Regions from separate parts of the Oryctolagus cuniculus genome. Here region 2 is linked to region 1. A link is a contact called in public Micro-C data. All regions are on one chromosome and are shown on one strand. Each heading gives the region's core, a stretch centred on a gene start, on an enhancer-like site or on the middle of the called end of the contact. The rest is flanking DNA. Distances are from core to core; before and after follow the strand shown. Region 1 holds the start of SPTY2D1 (SPT2 chromatin protein domain containing 1). Region 2 holds the start of HPS5 (HPS5 biogenesis of lysosomal organelles complex 2 subunit 2).

The links. A called contact is a pair of places that touch in the nucleus more often than the background predicts.
Region 2: a Micro-C map of ear pinna shows a contact between it and region 1, with 3 times the contacts expected there. The contact joins the promoter of HPS5 here to the promoter of SPTY2D1 in region 1. A contact is called at or near these places in 3 of 6 Hi-C or Micro-C datasets (ear pinna, psoas muscle and an unstated tissue).

What each region holds. Positions count from the first base shown.
Region 1 is chr1:47,793,364-47,799,401 of mOryCun1.1, reverse strand. SPTY2D1 (SPT2 chromatin protein domain containing 1) reads right to left here and starts at 3,502. Exons shown (of 6, transcript XM_002721371.5): 1 at 3,220-3,502. The coding sequence starts at 3,279.
Region 2 is chr1:48,076,531-48,082,368 of mOryCun1.1, reverse strand. It overlaps HPS5 (HPS5 biogenesis of lysosomal organelles complex 2 subunit 2), which reads right to left and starts at 2,904. Exons shown (of 23, transcript XM_070072629.1): 1 at 2,770-2,904. GTF2H1 (general transcription factor IIH subunit 1) reads left to right here and starts at 3,104. Exons shown (of 14, transcript XM_070072665.1): 1 at 3,104-3,314.

The DNA of each region.
Region 1 (6,038 bases), core at 2,253-4,752:
GGTTACAGTCAAGACAGACTTACTTAAAAAAAAAAAGTATAAAATTATCTTTGACTAGCTTTATAAGGCATGTTTAAAACATAAATGAATTTCAGTTTTGGACTTGGGTCCCATCCCCAAGATATCTGATTATGATTATGTGTATGCCAACAATTCTAAAAATCAGGAAAAAAAATTCCGTATCTGAAATAGTCCTGGTTCAAACAATTTGGATAAGGGACAGTCATAGGGCCCGCGCTGTGGCATAGCCAGTAAAGCCACCATCTGCAGTGCCAGCATCCCACTTCTGATCCAGCTCCCTATTAATATATGCCTGGGAAAGCAGGAGAGGACGGCTCAACTGCTTGGGCCCCTGCACCCACATGGGAGAGCCAGAAAAAGCTCCTGGGTCCTGGCTTTGGATTGGCCAAGCTCTGGCCACTGCAGCCATTTGAGAGTGAACCAGCAGATGGAAGATTTCTGTCTCTCACTCTCTGTAACTCCACCTTTCATATAAATAAATAAATCTTAAAAAAGAAAAAAAAAGGGGACATAGGAACATTCACCTGCACCACCTCAAGCCAGACACAACAGACATCTCCTAAATATAAAGCTCTGTGTGGCTACATAGATGTTAGAGTTCATCCTCCCCTGGGTTTCAGTTCAATCATCACTAGTCACTGGATTTCCTTTCTGTGTCAAAGGTCTGACCTAAGAACTCCAAAGACTAAATTCTGAGTGCCAGCTCTGACAGGATCCAAATGGAAGGCCCGAGAGAAGATGGCTCAAAGGGGAAAAGGAACAAGCACTAGAGAAGGGATCTAGCCTAGCTGTCGGTTACTGCAAAGCCTCCGTGGTCCCCAGACCATCACTCAATCAAGTTCATATTGAGCAGGATGTATATACAGCAGGGAAAGGTCTGTGGACACTGTCTTTGTGACTTAAAGTATCTCTTGACTTGGACAGTAGTTTACCAAGGTACTTATCTTTACTTGCTTTCCAATAATCTGTTTTACTGTACAACATGTCTGTTACATTTTGTAATAGGTAGCTGGGAGACTTCAATCACATCAAATAGGTTTTTTTAGAAATATAGGAAAGATGGCAAAATATTAATATGTTAAATATGGGATGCAAATATAAGGGCCTATGTTAACATTCTGTATGTTTGCAAGCATCCAAATTACTTTAAACTGATAAAAAAAAATGAAAGGAGTAGATTAGGCCTAGTGATGAAGACACCTCAAGACACAGACATCCCTTATCACCAGGCTCCGCCCTTGACTGCAGCTTCCTGCTAACCCTGGAGGAAGCAGTTCTGGCTGGAGTGATTGGGTTCCTGCCATCCACACAGAAGACCTGGATTCAGTTTCCAGCTCCTGGATTTGGGCTCCAGCTCCAGCAGCTAGTGGTGGGCACTTGGGAAGTGAACCAGGTCGAGGCAAGCTCTCTTTATGTCTATCTTGCTTTCAAATAAAAAAAACTTAAAAGAGTAAATAGAATATTTAGATGAATCAAGTTACAGCAAGATCATGGATTAAATTTAACCATATCTTATCATCTTGTTCGGTTCCTGAATAGTTTATTTTGTGACTTTAATTCCATGTAAAAAGATAAGGATTATAATGCTAACTAAATCAAACATCTAGGCTTACTAGTTTTTGTGGGGAGGGGTGGGAAGCATTATTCATAAAATATATACCTTTTATTCATATATTCCATTGTAAATGACTTTACCAATTTACTATTTTTCTTTTTACTGTGTGAATCTACAAATAGGTAAAGTCTGTATTCTGAAATACACATACATTTTGAAATTTTCTGCTTATAGGATCCTATGTGTGCTTTCCTCCTGGCAGTTACTATGGGCTTTTTATAGAATGAGAAATGATTAGTTTCTGAGCCTTCCACAGAACATTTGTTGGGCATCAAAGCTAATATTATCTCTGGTCTCTACTGGAACTCAGGAAGATCTAGAATGACATATGGATCAAATTATGTAAAGATGAGTAATTACCAGAGCCAACGGTGACTTATTGAGAAATTTACAGATGCAGACACCAATTCTACTGTTCAGGTTTTCAAAGGTTTGCGACCACAGCTTCAGCAGGGAAAGCTCATTGCTCATGGCTCAGGGCATGATTATTCTAAGTCCCTGGGCTGGGAGATGACTGAGATACACATACATTTTACTAGCTGTTTAATTATATTCACATCAGTATTTTCAAAGGGATTAAAAAAAAATGGACCAGCCAGATGGAAAATGGCAGAAGAGGAAAAAAATATTACTACTGGAATATACAAAACTCGAGGAAATTCAGAGCACATACTGAGAGCTCAATAAATTCCAGCTGAATTGACTTTAACAGAGCTGCTGAGTTTCACCTCAGTGCTCAAACCGCAGGTATCACAACGCAATTTATCGGCTTACAGCTGTGCTGTGGGGACCATCTGAGGATCCAGAAATGACTCTATGCAAAACAACTACAAGCCCGTAAACCAGGCACACTCCCGCACTTAGGCATTTATATTCTGTCTTTCCTCCGATCTCCGCGTATTAACGAAGAGGCAAACAGCTCCTGAGCAAACGGAACCCAAATTTCAAACAAAGACTGCAATCTGGACAAGTCAACGGAAGCCACAGCCACCTCAGTGTAGTGCTGGGCCAAGGATTTCCTGGAAGCTGCTGCTAAACTTCTCTTATCAACATCAAAGATGAAACTCCCCCTTTGCAACGTAAGACAACTCGAGCACCCCGCTGGCTGAGTGGGTGGGGCCACGAATCCGAGAAGTAGTTCTAGAAATCAACGCTTCATCCGAAGATGGGAAAAAAACAAACAACAACAACAAAAAAAACAGCCAAAAAGGCTATCAGGCAAAGTCCCCTACAACCTCTAGACCTCCACTACATCCACGCTTCCGAGTCCTCAACCTTTGGGCTGAAGTTGACGCCGAAGCCAGAAACTACTGAGCGCTCCCCATTCCACTAAGTGCCAGGCACGGCTCGCTCGCAGGCTTCCACCCAAGCCGCAAAGCCCGGGTTGCAGAGCAAACAAACTAAGCCGGCGAAACCCACTCACAGGAACGCTCCCGCCTCGCGTCCCAGTCCCGCTTCACCCCACATTCCCGAGTGTAACCCCAAGACAAGGAGAGGGGGTAGCTGCCTGGAAGTTCCGGGCCACACACACTCCCAACTTGAGGACGGGGGTCTCCTCCAGCGGCGCCCCAGCTGCCACTTACCGGCACATTGTTGACTCCTTGTCCTTTGGAAGCTATCAGCAGAATTTCTCTGAAGTCCATGTTCGGCCGAAGCCAGGCACTCGGGAAGGAGTCAGACGCACCTTACCGAGTCGCCCGGCTACAGCCAAGTGAACTGCCTCGGAAGCCCCTCTCCCACCCCTCTTCAGGGCGGCCACTTCCGGCGCCTTCCAATGCCGTCTGCCCGCCCCCTACCCCCGCAGCGGCCTATATTCTTTCTGGGCCGCCGCGGCGCTCGCGAGTCCTTGCGTAACTTCCGCTTTTAGGTCCAAGACACGTAGAAACGTGATACGTGGCTGCTGGCGTCAGCTCAAAGGGCGGGACTAAGCCCTTCGTCAACCAAAGAGACGCAGCCCAGCAAACTGCGGGGTGTGGCTAAAGGGAACAGCTGTTTCTCCGGCTGCCTGGGCGCTCGGCCTGTTGGTCTGGGTTCTCCTTGTGAGCACTGGGTAGGGGAAGCGAGGAACGGGGTGGGGTGCGGAGCGGCACCTGCCAGACCTAGGTTCTGTGGGTGTCGCAGGTGGGTGCTCAAATCCGGAACGGAGGGGTCTCGAGCCGGAGATTTCAGTTACCGGTTTCTAGGCGCTCGGGACGCTGCGTAGAGACGAACCAACAGACCTGGCGTCTGGGATACGCTGGTCCGGGCGCTTGCTGTGCGCTCACCTCCTCCACAGATGCACGATGCCGGATGTAGAGACTGGCCCTTACTGTTTTTGCCCATTTAGATGACAGACTCCACGTAGGGCAGATGACTTTTGCCCGGGAAGAGGGAAGGAACAGCTTAGGTAGAGACCCAGACGACATAGGTGAACATACTGGCCCATATTCATTTCGAGCCTACTTCTGGCTTTCATTTGAGAGTTGTCTTGGGTCTGTAAGGTTTCGATTCAGTGAATCAGACAAACCTGGGCTGAGCTTAGAAACGGGCCTGGGGTTGATCTGGGGTTTATGCCCTTTGGAAAATCCGTCCAAGATCTGTTAAGAACAACATGCCTTGTGTGGTGAGCTAATCCTGCCATCTTCTCTCCCATTCCTCCAATTTGTCTGTGACTTACAGGACAGAGAACAAGTTTTATCTTAGGATCTGGGGCGGGGGGAGCTTCATTGGCCACAGACAACTCCAGCCGTGTGGACTTTTGCTTGGCTTGGGCCACAGCCTGCTTTTCTCCCTGTGAATCAATGAATTTCTTTGTCTTTTTCACTATAATGTTTGCTTTCCAGCTCAGGCCAGTTTCACAGCTAGCTAAGGCAAGTGTTCCACGTTACCAGAAGGGCCCCTTTGTGCTCAACACCTTTTTACCATTCCCGCTTTGGCTCCTTTCAGAATGTCCCTTCAACAAGTTCCCATTGTTCTTATGGTAGAGACCAAAAACCTAACTCCCACCGTTTTTTTTGTTTTTTTTGTTTTTTTTGTTTTTTTTTTTTTTTTTTTTTTTTTTGACAGGCAGAGTGGACAGTGAGAGAGAGAGACAGAGAGAAAGGTCTTCCTTTGCTGTTGGTTCACCCTCCAATGGCCGCCGCTGATCCGAAGGCAGGAGCCAGGTGCTTATCCTAGTCTCCCATGGGGTGCAGGGCCCAAGGACTTGGGCCATCCTCCACTGCACTCCCTGGCCACAGCAGAGAGCTGGCCTGGAAGAGGGGCAACCGGGACAGAATCCGGCGCCCTGACCAGGACTGGAACCCGGTGTGCCGGCGCCGCTAGGCAGAGGATTAACCTAGTGAGCTGCGGCGCTGGCCAGCTCAGCTCTTTGTATCCTGGAGTATACCCAGCTCTCTTCCCGTCCAGGAACTTCCCATATATTCCCCTCTGCCTGGTATGCACCCCTCTAATCCATCCGCTGAGCCAGCTACAGGTCATTTTCCAGTACTCCGTAAGTCTTTGATGGGTTGGTGATTATCAGGGTTCAAGCTCCAGCTCTATGGACTGCTGGGTATTCTATTACCTTCAGCAAACACTTGATGTCTGTACCTGTCTTATCACCTATGAATGTAAACTAGCAACGATAGACTTGCTGTAAAATAATGTGTGCAAGGAAGATCAGTACCTTACTGTTATAGGCGTAGTTGTGTTCATAATTCATAGCCTGATGTCCTAATCCCCAGTACCTCAGAGTGTAAGATAGGTTCTTGAAAGAAATAATGAAGTTTAAATGAAGTCATTAGGGTGGGCCTAATTCAGTATCCTGGGTGCTCTTGTAAGAAGAGAATATAGAGATAATGTATGTCATAGAGGGAAGATTGGGTAATAGTTTGGGTGTCCCCCAAAGGCATGTTAAAAAATCTTGATCCCCGCAATCTTACATCAATGAATTAAAGATGGAACTCGGCCGGCACTGTGGCGTCCCGGGTAAAGCTGCCCCCTGCAGTGCCGGCATCCCATATGGGTGCCAGTTTGAGTCCTGGCTGCTTCACTTCTGATCCAGCTCTCTGCTATGACCTGGGAATGCAGTGGAAGATGGCCCAAGTGCTTGGACCCCTGCACCCATGTGAGTGACCCAGAAGAAGCTCCTGGCTTCTGGCTTCAGATGGGCCATTGCAGCCAATTGGGCAGTGAACCAGAGAATGGAAAACCTCTCTCTCTCTGCTTCTCCTCTCTGTGTGTAACTCAGACTTTCAAATAAATAAATAAGTCTTTTTTTTTCCAGGTAGTACAATTTTTATTTGTGCAGACAAAAAATGGAATAATTCTTTTTTTATATTTTTTTTAACTTTTATTTAATGAATATACATTTCCAAAGTACAGCTTATGGATTACAATGGCTTCCCCCCCATAACGTCCCTCCCACCTGCAACCCTCCCCA
Region 2 (5,838 bases), core at 1,655-4,154, 280 kb before region 1:
AGGTTGAAACATAGGATAATGGAAATTCAAAAGATAAACCTGGAATGGCAATTTGGGGCCAAATTACAAAACACTGAATCTCAAACCAAGGAACCTACACTTAATTTAGCAGGCAACAGAGAGGCTTTGAAAGCTCTGGTGTTGGGGCAGGGGCACAACAAGTTCTGTAAAATGTTGTGGGCTAAAGCTGGAAAACAAGGAACTTAACGAGTGGGTGGTAGGGAAGTGAAGATAAGGCATTTCAGCTCCCTTACAAGTCTCCTGGGAAAGGAGAAAACTTCTGACTTTCTGAATACAGAGGACTTAAGAGACAGAAAGGAATGGTATCAAGACAACCACATCTCTTCTACTTGTACTCCTGAAATAAAAGCCCAAGATGGACAGGCCATTTCGCCTTGTTCTCAATGAAGGCAGAACATCTTACAATAGAGGAAAATCTTAGGATCTTACTTTATTTAAAAAAAAAAAAAAGATTTAACCAAGATGGGAATGCAAAAGAAAACAGTATTAGCAAAAGAAGTTGCTGGGTGGTAGCGTTCCCCAAACCACCTCTATGCTAACTTTAGGCTCACTCTCTTCTGGATCTACTTATTCAGGTTTACCCAGCCTCCAGGACTCCACTTAACTGCCTTCCCAGAATTCTTAAGGTGGAGGACTCATAGGTAATTCAGTACACATCCACCTAACTCAGAAATTAGTTTTGCTCTAGATCCCTGAGTATTTTCAGCGACTGAAAGCAAGCACTCCTGAAGCTGCCTATTCCATCCTGCAGTGTTCATCATTACAAGGTCTTTTTTAATACAGGTCTGAAATCTGATCACTTACAACTCTTACCATTATGCCTAACTGTGGCTTCTACAGTTGAAGGAAATAATTTTGCTCCTTCCAGAACAGCCTCTCAGTATTTGAAAAGCATTGTCAGGTCTTCTTTTCCAAATTCTTCTGTGTTCTGGCCAACCCGCAGTCACTTTAGCTTGCCTGAGAATGCAGTGCTTAGAACTCAACATGATACCCTTAAGTAGCTGAGTGAGCACAAAATAGAGTAGACAACAATAGCTCCCTAGATCTGGACACTAAGTTTCCATATTATAAACATAGCATTAGCTGTGTTTTCAAAATGGCCATGTCAGGCTGTTGGCTGAACAACAAGGAAGCAGTCAGCTAAAACCCAAAGAAAATTTTTTTTTAAAGATAAATAAAAGTTTGCTAGTTCAGCACCTAGATATAGTAACATTGAACACAAACTGAAAGTTGCTATTAACCAAATGCAACAGTAGCTAGAAATTTAAGTGCTCGGTACAAACAATAGAATGGGATATAAAAAATACCTAGAAATTAAAACCTCAGAACAAACAATACATTGTTTTAACTGGTATATGGGATAGTTCATTATATTATTATGTCTAACTCAGAGTTTGAAATTTTCCACAATAAAGTTTTAAATGTACTTTAAAAAACAAGCTCTGTACAAACATCCAATAGCTCCCCTTCTTACACATAATCTGATCCCTACTTTTTTTCCAGCCTCATAGAGCATCTTATTCTCCCATTATCCAACTATATTGTACTATTTCTCTTTTTTCCAAAAAAAATTATCTATTTGTAAGGCAGAGCATCAGAGGGAGAAGAAAGAGAAATCTTCCATCATCTGGTTTACTCCCCAAATGGCCTCAAGAGCCAGGAGCCAGGAACTCCGTCTGGGTCTCCCACATGTGTGGCAAGAGCCCAAGTACTCTGGAAATCATCAGCAGCCTCCCCAGGTGCATTAGCATCAGAGCAGCAGGGACTCAGATGGGATGCCAGGGCTCCATGCCATGGCTTAACCCGCTGTGTCACAGCAGCCCCTGTACAAACTTTTCTTTCTCTTTCATAATGTAAGCTGATTGTGACTGTGATTTAGTATTTGCTTCCTTTTGAGCCTTTCTCCACCTAACAAAAACCCTATTTCTGCAAAGCTGACTTTCGATGTTACCTCTACAAAGTCTGTCACAGCTCCAGCTCAGCAAAATGCTAAGTACACAGAAGGAAGCAACAAATGCGTATTACCAAAGTCAGTGAAACTTCTCGGAGAGGTTGGCCCGCCCAAGGGTCACAGCGCTCTCAAGAGAAGGAGCTGAGACTAGAACCCATGGCTCCTGAATCAAGATCTTTCCATTCCCCGATTCACTTGATTATAACCTAAGAGTAGTAAACAGTGTTTGCTGCTCCCACAAAAGCGTTTGTAGAAGGAAGGAGAAGCAAAAAAAAAAAAAAAAAAAAAAAAAGAAAAAAATTAAAGAAATGTTGCAATAGGAAAGTAACAGTCTTTTCCATTTCTATATTGGGATCTTTCTATCCAACAAGTAAGGATCAGAGAACTGTGGGACTCAACAGAGAAAAAGCGACTTAATCAATAATGCATTCATTCACACACCATTCTGAATGTCTACTATGTTCCAGGCCCTGCATGCATCGCTGGAGACACAGGATGAACAAAACAGTCATTGACCACAAGCAGCTCTTCGCCTAGGGGGAACTACTACCTTTTAAACAGCAGTAACTTTAAATACTGCACTCAGATTTCTTGAAGAGAGGAGCCCCAGCAACCAAGTTTTCAAACCAGGCTCACAGATCAGCAGCCCAGAAGTCTCAGCCCAGCTCCACCACATCCAGGTCTGCAGTTCCCAATTCTCAGGTCAGGCACTCTCTCTCGGTCAGCACCGGGCCACTCGGAGTTAAGAGCGAAACCTGAACTTCAATTCCCTCCTACCCGGCCCTTCCCTTGCTTACGTCATCCAAGAGCGCCGGGGACGCGGGGACAACGCCATTAACGGCACTTCCTTGTCACGTGACAGGTTACGTCCCCTTGCGCGTGGCCCCACCCCCTCGAGCCGCCGTCGCAATGACGCTCCCTACGGCCTGCAGTCGGCGAGCCGCCGCGGGTTGAAGACACGGCGCTGGACCGCACCGGAGGAGCTCTAGACCAAATGGGTGGCCCGCCAGGATGCCAGTATCCTTAAGTGCTCAAGACCGGAGAGAGGAAACAAAACAGTCGGGAACCGGTGGGGGAGGGAGGGAATTAGCGGAAGGTGTCATGGCGGCCGCGCTCTGTGGTCACGTGTCCTGCAAGCCCGCCTTCGAACTTCCGGTCACGTGCCCTCAGAACCCTCGCAGCCAGCGATGGAGGCGAGACCCCCCAGTAACAGAGGCGGTGGCGACGGCTGCGGCCACTGGGTTTCCGCCTCTTCCCAGCAGCAGCTCTAAGAAGCGCAGCGGAACTCGACCTGACCCAACACAGCTACTTACTCCCTGCTCAGGGTTGTGGCTTCCACCTGGTAAGTTAAGACCGAAGAATGGGGGTGGGCAAGCGGTAGGCGGTGGTGGGCGGTGAGGAGCTGACAGGCCCCGGGGCCGCCGGACGGCGTGGATCCTGTCCCTTACCCCAGCGTTGCTGTCGCGGTAGCCACGGTGCCCAAGCCTACGGTCTCGTTTGCCCTTTATTATCCCAGAGCGGGGAGGAGGCGACCGCTAAGCTACTTGTCTAAGGCAAGCCTGCCGTTCCACTGAGAGCAGGGACTCAGAGGTTTCTCCACAGCCAGGATCGGGCTTGCCTGGTGAGAAATAAGGAAGTGAGGCCTCTCCTGGGCAGGGGTTAGGGAACGTGCTTAGAGCCGATGTCTGTTAAGAGCAGCTCTCACCTTGGGGTCTGCGCATTCCTCGCTTCTAAACCTGTCAGTCCTTCCTCTGTTAAAAGCCTTAACACTTGTGCCAACCCACACACCCAGTTTTGGTTATGCACAATTTGGTTGTCAAGTTGTGGTAAAAAGTAGACCATCTGTATGTGGAAATACATAATTATTTTTATAAATTTCCCAGTGTTCTCAGAGGCTGAGTGGAGTAAGATACTGTATTGATTGGCTCTTAAACGACCATTTTAACATCTATAAAATGGAGGTGGCGGAAAGATAACATTTTTACGCACTGGAAGATCCAGTTTTAAAAACTGGAAAATTGAGTAGTTTGAAATATACCTTGCAGTAAGTACTGGCTCCATAGAGATCGATGTTCTGACTATCCAGGCAGGTGAGTTCCAGACCTTTTTTAGGAGAACCATTTCCTCCCACGAAGCCCCGGACCCCAGCCTAGGAAACCGCATGCTGTGGCGGAACTGAGTTTAGCAGGACCAGACCCCGTGCCCTGAGCCTGGCCTCTGCCCCTGAAGCATCTTCTGGGAGTACAATTTGAAAGCCACTGATCTGGACTTTGGTAATTAAGCTGATGTTGCCAGCTTCCAATTTTTACTTAAAATAGAGCAGTTGAGGCTTCCTGGGACTCTAGAAAGAACTTTGTACTATTAGCAGACCAGAATTCCACATTCAGAAAGAAAGAAACGATCAGCTAACCTCACTCAGCTGAGCTTTAGTGGGGCTCACCTTTATAGGTGATAGCTAAATACACATTGCAGTACAAATGTATAAAAGTAACCCAAGCCAATGGAGAAAGGGCTCTTTATAAATACTAGGGGGATTGGTGCTGTCCAGAGGAAGGATTTGTTAAAGGTGAAGCAAATGATTAGCTCCAGGCGTTTGTGAATGCTTCTGATGTGTCCTGCCCTCCAGGCTCAGAGCTTCTCGCTGCTGACATATCGGTGCATCTTAATAGCCTGCTTCTCTGTGTTCTTTTTTTTTTTTTTCCACCTATCAGCAGAGTGTTGTCTGGTGTGCTGTGAGCTTCCCTAGCATTTTGGCCACCATTTCTACCTCAGGGATCCTGCTGTTAGAGCTGTCTTTGTGTCCTCCTTACTTTATCTCTCTCTTGCCGTCAGTGTGTGGGGGTCAGGCATTGATTTTATAGTCCTTCTCTCACTTGGATTGCCGACTGATGACTCTTCTCTTGATTTTGGACATGGACTCGTGTCAGCCTGCAGTATTTATTAGTGAATGTGAGCCGGTTGCCCTCTGTTATGCATCTGTGCCGCATTTCCCGCCGGCCTCTCCCTGCACTGCCGTGAAATGAAAAACGACTGGGAAAGTGTCCTTAAACCAGTATGTTTAGGTCACTCTTTACATATTTTTAAGGTGTTATTCCCAGTAATGTTGAGTTGCTAAACACTTTGTTGCCTAAGGGCAAGCAGCATTCCCAATCTCCATTTTTTTGTGCTGATAGTTCCAGCAGCTTAAGAAAGAGTGCCAAGGAGTGTATGTTTCACTTGTGTTTTTTTTTTTTTTCTCCATTTATCTTTATCTAGGGGTATAGGTAATGGAAATGCAGATGCAATAATTTAAAGGTTTCTGCTCACTTGTTTCTTATTCCTGTCACTAGAATGTGTGAGAAGTAGTAGTCCCATCTGTGAGTTGAGAGCTGTAGCACTTTCTGGAGTTTAACCCAAGATGTATGTGCAAATGTTTCTTTTGTCTTTTTAATAGCAAAGATCTTCAGTGTCTCAGTGGTTTATTGGGTTCTTCCTGTGGGCCTAACTGTGCTGCTGGGCGTTGTATTGCAGTGAACACAAAATAGTGCGTCTGGCCTCTGCCTTCCTTTAGGAAGCTGGCAGTCTGTCAGGGGAGATGTACATCAAAATCATGACTTCAAAAGTGAATTGTGGCAAGTGTGGCAAGGATGCTAGGAAATCTTAGCTAGTAACGTTAACGCTTAAAGTGAAAAAATGAGCTAATTGGTGGGAAGAGGGCCAAATGAATATACGGAGGCCAAAGAACAAGGCATAGATGCTTATCTTCAGGAAAATTTTTTAAGACATATGCAAATTGTACATATTTATGGGCACTGTATGGTGTTTCAATATGTATCTCCTCAAACATTTATTTATGATGAAAACATTCAAAGTGCTGTCTTCTAGAG